Regions from separate parts of the Rattus norvegicus genome. Here region 2 is linked to region 1. The links are chromatin contacts, called in public Hi-C maps. All regions are on one chromosome and are shown on one strand. The core of a region is the stretch at or near the end of the contact, and the rest is flanking DNA. Distances in the headings are between cores, read along the strand shown. Region 1 overlaps Timmdc1 (translocase of inner mitochondrial membrane domain containing 1). Region 2 has its middle 21 kb from the start of Popdc2.

The links. Hi-C and Micro-C count contacts between places; a contact is called where the count stands out from the background.
Region 2: a Hi-C map of hepatocytes shows a contact between it and region 1, with 2.7 times the contacts expected there. The contact joins two enhancer-like sites. A contact is called at or near these places in 4 of 12 Hi-C or Micro-C datasets (hepatocytes, kidney and liver).

Annotation. Positions count from the first base shown.
Region 1 is chr11:75,747,608-75,752,424 of GRCr8, reverse strand. It overlaps Timmdc1 (translocase of inner mitochondrial membrane domain containing 1), which reads right to left. Exons shown (of 7, transcript NM_001007676.1): 5 at 3,402-3,480. Among named protein-coding and RNA genes, the nearest start is that of Timmdc1, 15 kb to the right of the region's middle. Within about 2 kb of position 1,469, at least 14 of the 93 cell types and tissues checked have an H3K27ac peak or open chromatin away from gene starts, as enhancers often do. A contact at or near this core is called in hepatocytes, where this site is marked.
Region 2 is chr11:75,872,776-75,877,774 of GRCr8, reverse strand. It overlaps a transcript of Popdc2 not described here. Among named protein-coding and RNA genes, the nearest start is that of Popdc2, 21 kb to the left of the region's middle. Within about 2 kb of position 1,489, at least 7 of the 93 cell types and tissues checked have an H3K27ac peak or open chromatin away from gene starts, as enhancers often do. A contact at or near this core is called in hepatocytes, where this site is marked.

The DNA.
Region 1 (4,817 bases), core at 220-2,719:
CCCACTGCCTCAGAGGTAGCAGTAGGAAGATCAGAAGTTCAGGCTTAGTCTTGGCTACATGGGGATGTTGAGGCTAGCCCAAACTAGTGACCCTATCAGGAAAAATTTTCCCACTAGCTTCAACAATGTTTCCCTCCAGACCAAGCTTATAGACTACCAATACAACAAAAATAATGTTAGCAGTGGGTTTTGACAAACGAAATTTCATTCAATTAAAAAACTGTAAAATAAGCCAGGTGGTAGCAGCATATGCCTTTAATCCCAGCACTCAGGAGGCAGAGGAAGGTAGATCTCGGAGTTCAAGGCCAGCCTGGCCTACAAAATAAGTTCTAGGATAGCCAAGGGTATACAGAGAAACCCTGTCTTGAAAAAGAAAACTGTAAAATAAAATCCATAAATCCAGCTGTGTGTAATAAATCATGCTTATAATCTCAGCATTCAGAAAGCTAAGGATGATAACAAGGTCAAGGCTGGCCTGCCCTACAGAGCATCTCAAACCTCTCAGTCCCCTCCCTTCAGAACAGACAACCATGATTCAACCTGACAAAGTGGTAGGATGGCAGATGGGTGGGTCAGCAGGGATGAAGGATAACTCGTTCAGAAGAATGTCAATTAATGGGAACACAAGGATGGCCAGGACCAGGCTGTCTTTGTAAGCACCTTCCCAAAAACCAAGGTGCAAGGATGTCAATGCATTGTTAAAACCACTGCAGCAAAGGCACGTGGGGACGGGATGACGGGTGTTCAGTCACATGCGCTCCCTACCTAATCACATGGGAAAGAACTGCAGTGGAACTGAATAGAGAGCCCTGCCTCAAGTCTCCCCACATTTGCTGTCCGAATCCCTCCACTGCTGGAACACGGTCTAAGAATGGAGTCGTGTGAGGACTGAGTGCTTGAGAGAAAACTTCAAAACAAGACAAAAGAGTCTTGTGACCTCAGTTTCTTCAAAACACACAAGTGTTCTTAGGGACTGGCCCATGCTGTGCCCTCCCAGGTGTATGGAGAGATGTGAGTTGTCTAAGAGACTCACTGTCACCTGCCACTATGATTCAGCTGTCCCTGTGGAAAGATCTCTGCCATGGGTGACTTGTCCTGTAATTGTTCACTTGACTAAAGGATTCCTCTTGACCCTGTCTGATGCTCTGAATAAAGATGGAAATCACATGAGACTTTGGTCCACCTCATCTTTAGGATCCAGTCTCCTGGGTCCCATTGTCTCTAGTACACCTGTGGTTTTGCCATGTTGCATGGAAATATGGATTTTGGAGTTCTGGTTTAATCAAGAAGGAGATTATCTGGGTGAGTGAGCTTAAAAGCTGTCTCCTTTGTCTGAAAAGGAGCAGAAGATTCAGTGTGAGGAGAGAGATTGTTATTCTGAACATGGATGGCCCATGAGAAAGATGTGGGTGGCCTCTAGGAACAGGGAGGGAGTGTCTGGCTTTCAGTCCCAGCGAGGAAATGCGGATCACAGACTGTTTGACTCAGACTCCCTCTAGTGCATGCCAGGGAATAGTACACGGGATCATGTAACAGTTTTAGTTTTACTGTTTGCTTTTGGTTTATTGATTTTTTTGAGACAAGGTCTCATGTAGCCCAAGCTGGCATCATATAGGTAGCCAAAGATGACCTTGAACTCCTGTCTTTTATATTGTAATTCAGCGGTTTTCAACCTGTGGGTCCTGACCCCTTTGGGGAGTTAAATGACCCTTTCACAGGGGTGACATATTAGATATTTACATTGCAACTCTCAATGGTAGCTAAATTACAGCCATGAGGTAGCAAGAAAAGAATTTTATGGTTGAGGTCACCACGCCATTAGGAGCTAGCCGTGTTAAAAGGTGGAAGCGTCAGAAGGCTGAGAACCGCTGCTCTAAGGGCTGAGATACAAGTGTGATCCACCCTAGTTTCCAGGCAGCCCCATACTCACTGATATCTGCCTGCCTTACATTCCCACCAACAGTGTGTGCAGCTTCCTCTCACCTCCATCCTTGCCAACACAGATCATCACCAATATACCAAATACTTAACGCTTATAATGGGTGACATACATGCCTCTTGCTGTGCTATACACCAGGGGCACAGCTGCACTTATGTAGCAACCCTGACAAAAACATTTAACCCAAAGCTAACGCAAGGATAATCAAAGCAAACTGAGAACCACTCTGGGGACTGCAGTGGCAATGAAAGGGCTGACACCTCTATTGCAAACTCTCCCTAGCAGACGCATGCTGATACAGTTAGGGGTAATCCCAAATGGTTCAACTTAGCCTTGTGCATGCTGGGCTTGTGCTCTGATGCTGAACTGATTTCCCAGCCCTGCTAAGTCTTTAAACCATTACACTTCTTACTCTGTGTGCGCACGTGTGTGCGTGAGCATGGGTGCGCAGGTCACAGACAATCAGCAGTCAGATCCTTCCTTTGAACATGTGGGTTGTAGGGATACAAGTCAGGACAGCAGGCTTGGGGGTAAGCTTACTGAGCCACTTCACAAACCCATACACAGCTTCTCTATTGGGGCACGGGGGTATTTCGAGGCAGAAGCCCTCTGCGTAGCCCTGGCTGTCCTGGAGCTCACTCTATAGAGCAGGTTGGTCTCACAGTCAGAGCTCTGTCTGCCTCTGCCCACTGGACTAAAGGCTGGGATTGAGTCCATCATGAGGCCTTAGTATACTCATTAATCCAGCTTCTCAGTAGGGTTGAAACCATTTTGAATTTCTAGCATTTTAACTAGGGAAGAAGAAGAAGAACCTTTAAGTAAAATATGTATTCATGGAAACAAAACAAATAACAATTCTAACATGCTACAGCACACATGTGTTCTCTATGAACAATTTTCTGGTCATTTTTCTTGCTCCTTATGAATATTTTGTTTACGAGTAATTTCACATATTGGCGATGTTTACACATATTTTACCCCGTGAAAAGGAATCTTGAATATGCATCCTGTTTATGCTACTGAGTTGTTATTTACTGTTTTAATTACACTGTGATAACTATAAATACAACAAGTGGACAGTGAGAGCTGGGGTATGGCTCAGTGGGAAAGAGTGTGCGTTGTCTTTGCTGAGTACCTGACTTTTATCCCTAGCACCCAGCCAGGCAGCTGACAAGTGCCTGGAATGACAACGTCAAGGGATCTGACACTTTTTGGGCACAGACACAGACACACACATGTACACATTAAAAAAAAAAATCCACAATTTTTAAGTTAAAAAAAGCATTTGGTTTTAATCCTCTCATAACTGCCCCAATAAGGAACTAGATAGTCACGGCCCCTGATGATACAAGACAAACATCTTTTAAAGTCTCTGAGGACTAGGTTTGTGCTTTATTAGTATATAGTTCTATGTACTAATCCCTTCAGTAGACAAGACAGACTAAACCAAGTTAACACTTACCCCAACAAAGCTCCAATTATACCGCCAGCCACCAGGCCTCGAAGACCTAAGTTTATTCTGAAAAGGCCTCCTGTGACAGCTATTTAAAAGGGGAAAAAAAGCAATGTTAAATCACCTTTAGATGCTACACTTCTATTCTTTCACAGTAAGAACACAGACCCCGAAGTGAGCTTTCTGAATCCAGCGTGAACAAGGTATGAGGTATGAAAGTGTGAAGAGCCATCAAAATACCTTTCTGCCTGCTCTACGGTAAGAAGAAAGTATTTTATAAATATGAATCCTCAGTCTTTCCTATAGCTCTAATTCCAGTTTTTCTTTTCCAATTTCCTCTTAAAAGTTGACGGTATATTTCACTTTCGTCCACATCTTTCACCTCTTTCATCCCCCATGCCCTACCCCCTCCCACCATCCCCTACCTCCCCACCCGGGTTTCTCTGTAGAGTCCTGGCTGTCCTAGAACTTGCTTCATAGACCAGGCTGGCCTCAAAGTCACAGAGCTCTGCCTGCCTCTGCCTCCCAAGTGCCCAACCAAAGACAATAAGCAACAGCAACAAAAACTACTTCACCTGCCTCAGAAGATTAGGCCTTCTAGTCTCACTCCTCTGTACTGCTTGGTGGACTACACTGTGCAAGCAGGCAGACCTGCAGAGGCAGCATTTAGCACACAGTGCCACCTGCTGACCAGTACAAGGAGTGCAACTCTTTTCACCAGAATTGTATTTCTAGGACAGTTTATTTCCCTTTTTAAAACCAGGGTCTCATGTAGCTTCAAACTGAGTAAGGAGCTGAGAATGACCCTGAACTTCTGATCTTTTGCCCTCTACTTTCTTAGTTCTGAATTTACAGTAGCCATGCATCACCACCTAGAGTGTCTGTGGTGCTGAGGAATAAACCCAGCAAACAATGCGTGTAATGCAAGCATTATACCAACGCACTCCAGAATCACCGGCCCCTTGTCCTCTTTACACTAACGCCATCTTAGGTGGTAAGAAATTTTAGGTGTTTAGTCTGAGGCTCATGTATTTAACTATTTATTATATATTTAACTATTTAACTATTATATATTCTATTAAACTATACATTCATTTAATTTTTTTTCTAAATTAAGGACAAAAACCACTTTCAATCTCATTTCTCAGAAATAGTATATTGTTAGTCTTCTTAACAAAATATTTTTAAGAAATAAAATTAGGCCAAGCATGCATGCATACATATATATTATATATCTTTTAATTTTCTCTGAATATATCACTAAATCCATTATCGTTAAATTTCTAGCTTTCGATACTAAAGCTTCCCACAGGGTAGCTATTCTATTGCATGGACATACCACAGATTTTTGTCTCAATACCAGTTTTCTATTTGTAAGTGTATAAATAAAAGTACTCTTGTGCATAAATATGAATACCCTTGACC
Region 2 (4,999 bases), core at 240-2,739, 130 kb before region 1:
TTTGTTTTGAGGGTTTCATGGAACCCAGGCTGAACTAAAACTTGCTATATACCCAAGGATGGCCTCAAACTCCTCATCCTCCTGCCTCCACTTCCCCAATGGTGATTATAGGCTCCTGTCGCCACACTGGGCCTCTACATTTACTGAGATTACTTGTCTCCTTTATTCTGATAACACTGTAAATTCTACCAATAGAGATGCTTTTTTTTAAGCCAAGAAAAACAGAACAAAAACCCATACATCCTGAAATAAATCTATCTTATTCCTGGAACAAACCCAGCTGTATCCTGGTATTTCCATGTATTTCTGAACTTGGTTTGAGAACACTTTGTGTCTCTGTATTTTGTAATGCAGTCAGGTTGAGTATCAAAATTGCATTCACTTTGTAACTTCGAATTGAGGTCTCTCTCCCTCTCCTTTCCTCCTCACCTTTCTTCTTCCATCCCATTCTTTAGAAGAGCTATTTAAATGGAAGCATGATGCTTTAACCCTTTGCAGCGATCCTGTCTTCCTCACCGTTTGCTCGCCACCCCCACCTCGCCCCGCCCCGCCCCGCCCCGTCTCGCCCCGCCCCACCTCGCCAGGCCCCGCCCCACCTCGCCCCGTCTCGCCCCGCCCCACCTCGCCCCGTCTCGCCCCGCCCCACCTCGCCCCGCCCCGCCCATCTACCTCTTTGCTCATTTGTTCAGGCCCCAAGCTTTGGAGGCTTTTTTGCTATACTGTTATCTCTGTCTTCAGACTAGATCCCACCCTCCTCCGTGGTAAGCACGAACATCAAGCCACCATTACTTCAGAATTAGATTCCCTGCAATGTAACCATCCCTCTGTCCCTCCTCCCCGCACAACAAAATGCTCATCTGAAAGTTTCACCATTGTGTGCAAGAGTGCAGGGAAACCACTGCACTAGACCACCCCGTGGGTAGAAAGAATGGTTTATTGTGATCAAACTACCAAGGCCATCTGGTGGGGCGGGGTGGGGGTGGAGCAAAGGGATGGGGGGGGGGCAAGATAGTGGAAAAGAAAGTGGATTTTATATGGCAGTGAGCAGGGTGGGAGTCTTTGAGCTGATACTGTTCTGACTGACCAGGAACTAGTTGCTCTTGCCCAAGGTCGATGGCCTTTGGGGGTGGATTAAAGAATTAAGGGAGATTCCTGGCAAACATAAACATGCCCAGTGAGATCCGATTTTCTGGTAAACAGAAACCAGATTTCAGGCTTCTGCTTACCCAGTAACAGTCTTTCTATTTACCCAGCCAAAGTCCTTCTGACTAGGACAGTGTCACCGGCACTGCCATTTCGAGGGTCCTGCTGTCTAGCCATAAGGAAAGTAAATAAACATGTGTAAGGCTTCACTATCCTTCAGTTCAAAATTTCAAATGGTTTTCTATTCCACTGGAATAAAACCTGAGCTGCTTCCTGGTGCGGCTTCAGTCAGCCTGGCTACTTTCCTGGCAAAGGTTTATTCACTGATAGGCCCCGTGACTCTCTGGGCGTCTGTCTGTCTTCCTAGAGTCCAGGGATTCTGTTGATTTTTGGTCACCAGGTACTATCATCTGCAGGAAGAAAAGACTTGGTCTTGAGTTATTTTCTTTGCTTTAAACTGGAAGCATGTGCGGCTGTTCACTAATTAGACCTTATCACACTGGCTGTTCACTAATTAGACCTTATCACACTGGCTATTCACTAATTAGACCTTATCACACTGGCTGTTCACTAATTAGACCTTATCACACTGGCTGTTCACTAATTAGACCTTATCACACTGGCTATTCACTAATTAGACCTTATCACACTGCCTATTCACTAATTAGACCTTATCACACTGGCTGTTCACTAATTAGACCTTATCACACTGGCTATTCACTAATTAGACCTTATCACACTGCCTATTCACTAATTAGACCTTATCACACTGGCTATTCACTAATTAGACCTTATCACACTGCCTATTCACTGACTAGACCTTATCACACTGGCTGTTCACTAATTAGCCCTTATCACTATCACACTGGCTATTCACTAATTAGACCTTATCACACTGGCTATTCACTAATTAGACCTTATCACACTGGCTATTCACTAATTAGACCTTATCACACTGGCTATTCACTAATTAGACCTTATCACACTGGCTATTCACTGACTAGACCTTATCACACTGGCTGTTCACTATTAGACCTTATCACTATCACGCTGGCTGTTCACTAATTAGACCTTATCACACTGGCTGTTCACTAATTAGACCTTATCACACTGGCTATTCACTAATTAGACCTTATCACACTGGCTGTTCACTAATTAGACCTTATCACTATCACACTGGCTGTTCACTAATTAGACCTTATCACACTGGCTGTTCACTGACTAGACCTTACACACAAAGTGCCTACACAGGCCCAGGGCTGGAATCGTGAGCTGCTTCACTTCCGGTGTCACTGCATCCATAAGCTGAGCCATCTTCTCCTTCAGAAATTTACTTAGGGACCTGTACTTCACCTTTGGTATTCTCTAGCACAGCCCTTTCCCAAAGTGCCTCTTCCACACAGTGCACAGCAGCAGTTGTCACATGGTCACTTCAGACAGGGAAGTCCGGGACACACTCACTCCACGAATCTGAGTTATGCAGCCTAGAAGCTGAGCTTTCGCTCAGACGCCTGAAGAAGCACTCTACTGACCTGAATCCTACTCACTACTCGGTATCCTCCTTTCCCACCTTGACTGTGCCACTCACCTACCCTGTTGCCGCCGTTCTCTGTAGGCCCCTGGGACCATCTCCCTCACTTCATTTCTTTCCAGGCTCCCCCTTGGGCTCTTGAGAGCTAAGGGCTTTCTCATCCACTGCTGTGGCTGGGGCACATCACAGGGTCTCAGGCTTGGCCTCAGTTGGCAGTTGTTAGGTGCCCGTCCACCTCATTTACCATTATCAGAGTGACTCACGCATCTCCCTTAAGAGGATGTCTCTCTCAAGAGGGGGAAGGCTAACACTTGGATTTCCGGACCTCTCATTCCATTTTTCCAGTTTTCCCAGCCTCTCTCCTCTATCCAAGCCAGGACCCTTTCTCTGGTTCTTTAAGACCAGTGAGGAAGAAGGTTTTTCTCTGCGGTTCCTTGAGACCACGATGAATCATTCTGGCCTGATTTCCCCGCCTCCTGCCCAGTGAAGCTTTGCCTTTGTGCATCTTCCTTCAAGTGCCCAAGAGGAAAATATTACTTACTCTTGACCTTCGTCCTGTTCAGGTCCTTCCCCTTTCCATGAATCCCCTTTCTTGTGATATAATTTCTCTTCACTTAACCACTTACATTTCCCAATTCCCCCAACAAAGTTCCTAAATTATTTTAAACATCTGTCTTCGACATGAAAGCATACTCAAAACTGCCACATTTACAGGGCGCCATTTTATCTACCCTAGCAAGCACGACTTTGGTGTTCCTTAGCATATGGATTTGCTAAGGTCTTGGCTGTCCTTGTGCCTGGGTGCATAAGGCCAGCTCTGCCATGAGACTCTCCAGGAGTTCTGAGATTAGAGATACTGTTAGGCTTGGAGGCTTGGTTCCAAGGGGGAGGGTGTGAGATGGCTCAGTGTTACCCTTGCTGTGGTGCTTGATGGACGTTGAGTTTGAACCCTTGAATTGACATGGTAGAAAGAGAGAACCAACTTCCAGCCTTTGAAATTGTTCTTTGACTTCTGCAAATATACCATGGCATGCACCCCCTATATATAATATATGTGTGTGTGTGTATGTATATATATATATGTGTGTGTGTGTGTGTGTGTGTGTATATATATATATATATATGATTTCTGAGTGGGTATTGAGTTAGGATGTCCATCATCAGGAAGCCAAGGTTAAGAATAGAGAGCCAGATATTGACTCTCACTTGCCTTCATATTATTATCTAGTTATTTCGCTGTGGGGCATCTCAGCTTGATCAAATGTAGAATAGCCAAACAAACAAGATAGTCTCTACTGGAAAAAACAAACAAACATTTTGCATTAAATAATTATGAGAGTTCAATAAACCTATTTATAAAAGCAATCAGAACTGTACCTGACACATAGTGAGTGTTCCAACTCAAGAGATTACAGTTTTTATCAGGAGGATTTCCAAACACACAGTAGGGACACAATAAGGACTTGCTGAATGTGTGAATAAAAATCCCGGCTTTGTGATCACTCGCCTCTGAGTTTGCCAATTCTCGGTACTTTCCATACAAGAAACACCACAGCGCCCGTTCTAGATTGAGCTTTGGGTGAGCATCCGGGAGAGTGAGTGCGCGCTTGCGCATGTGCGGTGGCAGGAGTTTCAAGAGCACTAGACCAGCCTGAGAAATGTGAGACCCTGTCTCAAAAACACCAGACAAACGAAAAGGGAGTGCCCTCATGGCTGGGCTGGTTTGTCCTCAGAATCTCAACCAGGAGACTGAAGGTGAACACCACGGGAGTTTTCAAGCTGGGATGACAAAGGTGAGGGGGCGTTTGTAGTTTAGCCACTTTGACCCCAGGGCTGCAAAGTGGGAAAGCACCAATTGGGTCGCCCTTTCCAGGAAATTTACCTAGTTTTCCTTCTTCCTTCAACAGGGACTGAGTATTGCTTTCAGGAAAATGTAAATGAGAATCAAGACAAAAGATATAATTAGCCAGGGAAGGTCCTGAATTCTAGGTTCTTCTAAAGTCATCAGGAGAATTCCGCGAAAACTATGGATCAGGAGAATGGGGTTTGAGTGGCACGGCCAAACAGTATGGACCAGTAGAAGGGCCAGAGGAAAAGAGACTTGTGAAGAGATTGGTACCAAAACCCAGAGCTCTCTCTCTCAGAGAGACCAGGTAGGAAGGGACAGATCCCAGACTTGAAGAAACAAAGAACTATTATGTGCATGTGGTCAGGTGGCAGGGGTGGGGTGGGGGCAGAAATGGCTTTTATTTTTGGTGCCATTACATTCTGAGTCAAAGATAACTCAGGTTTCAAGACTGGACAGCTGAATTACCGCGGTGGCTA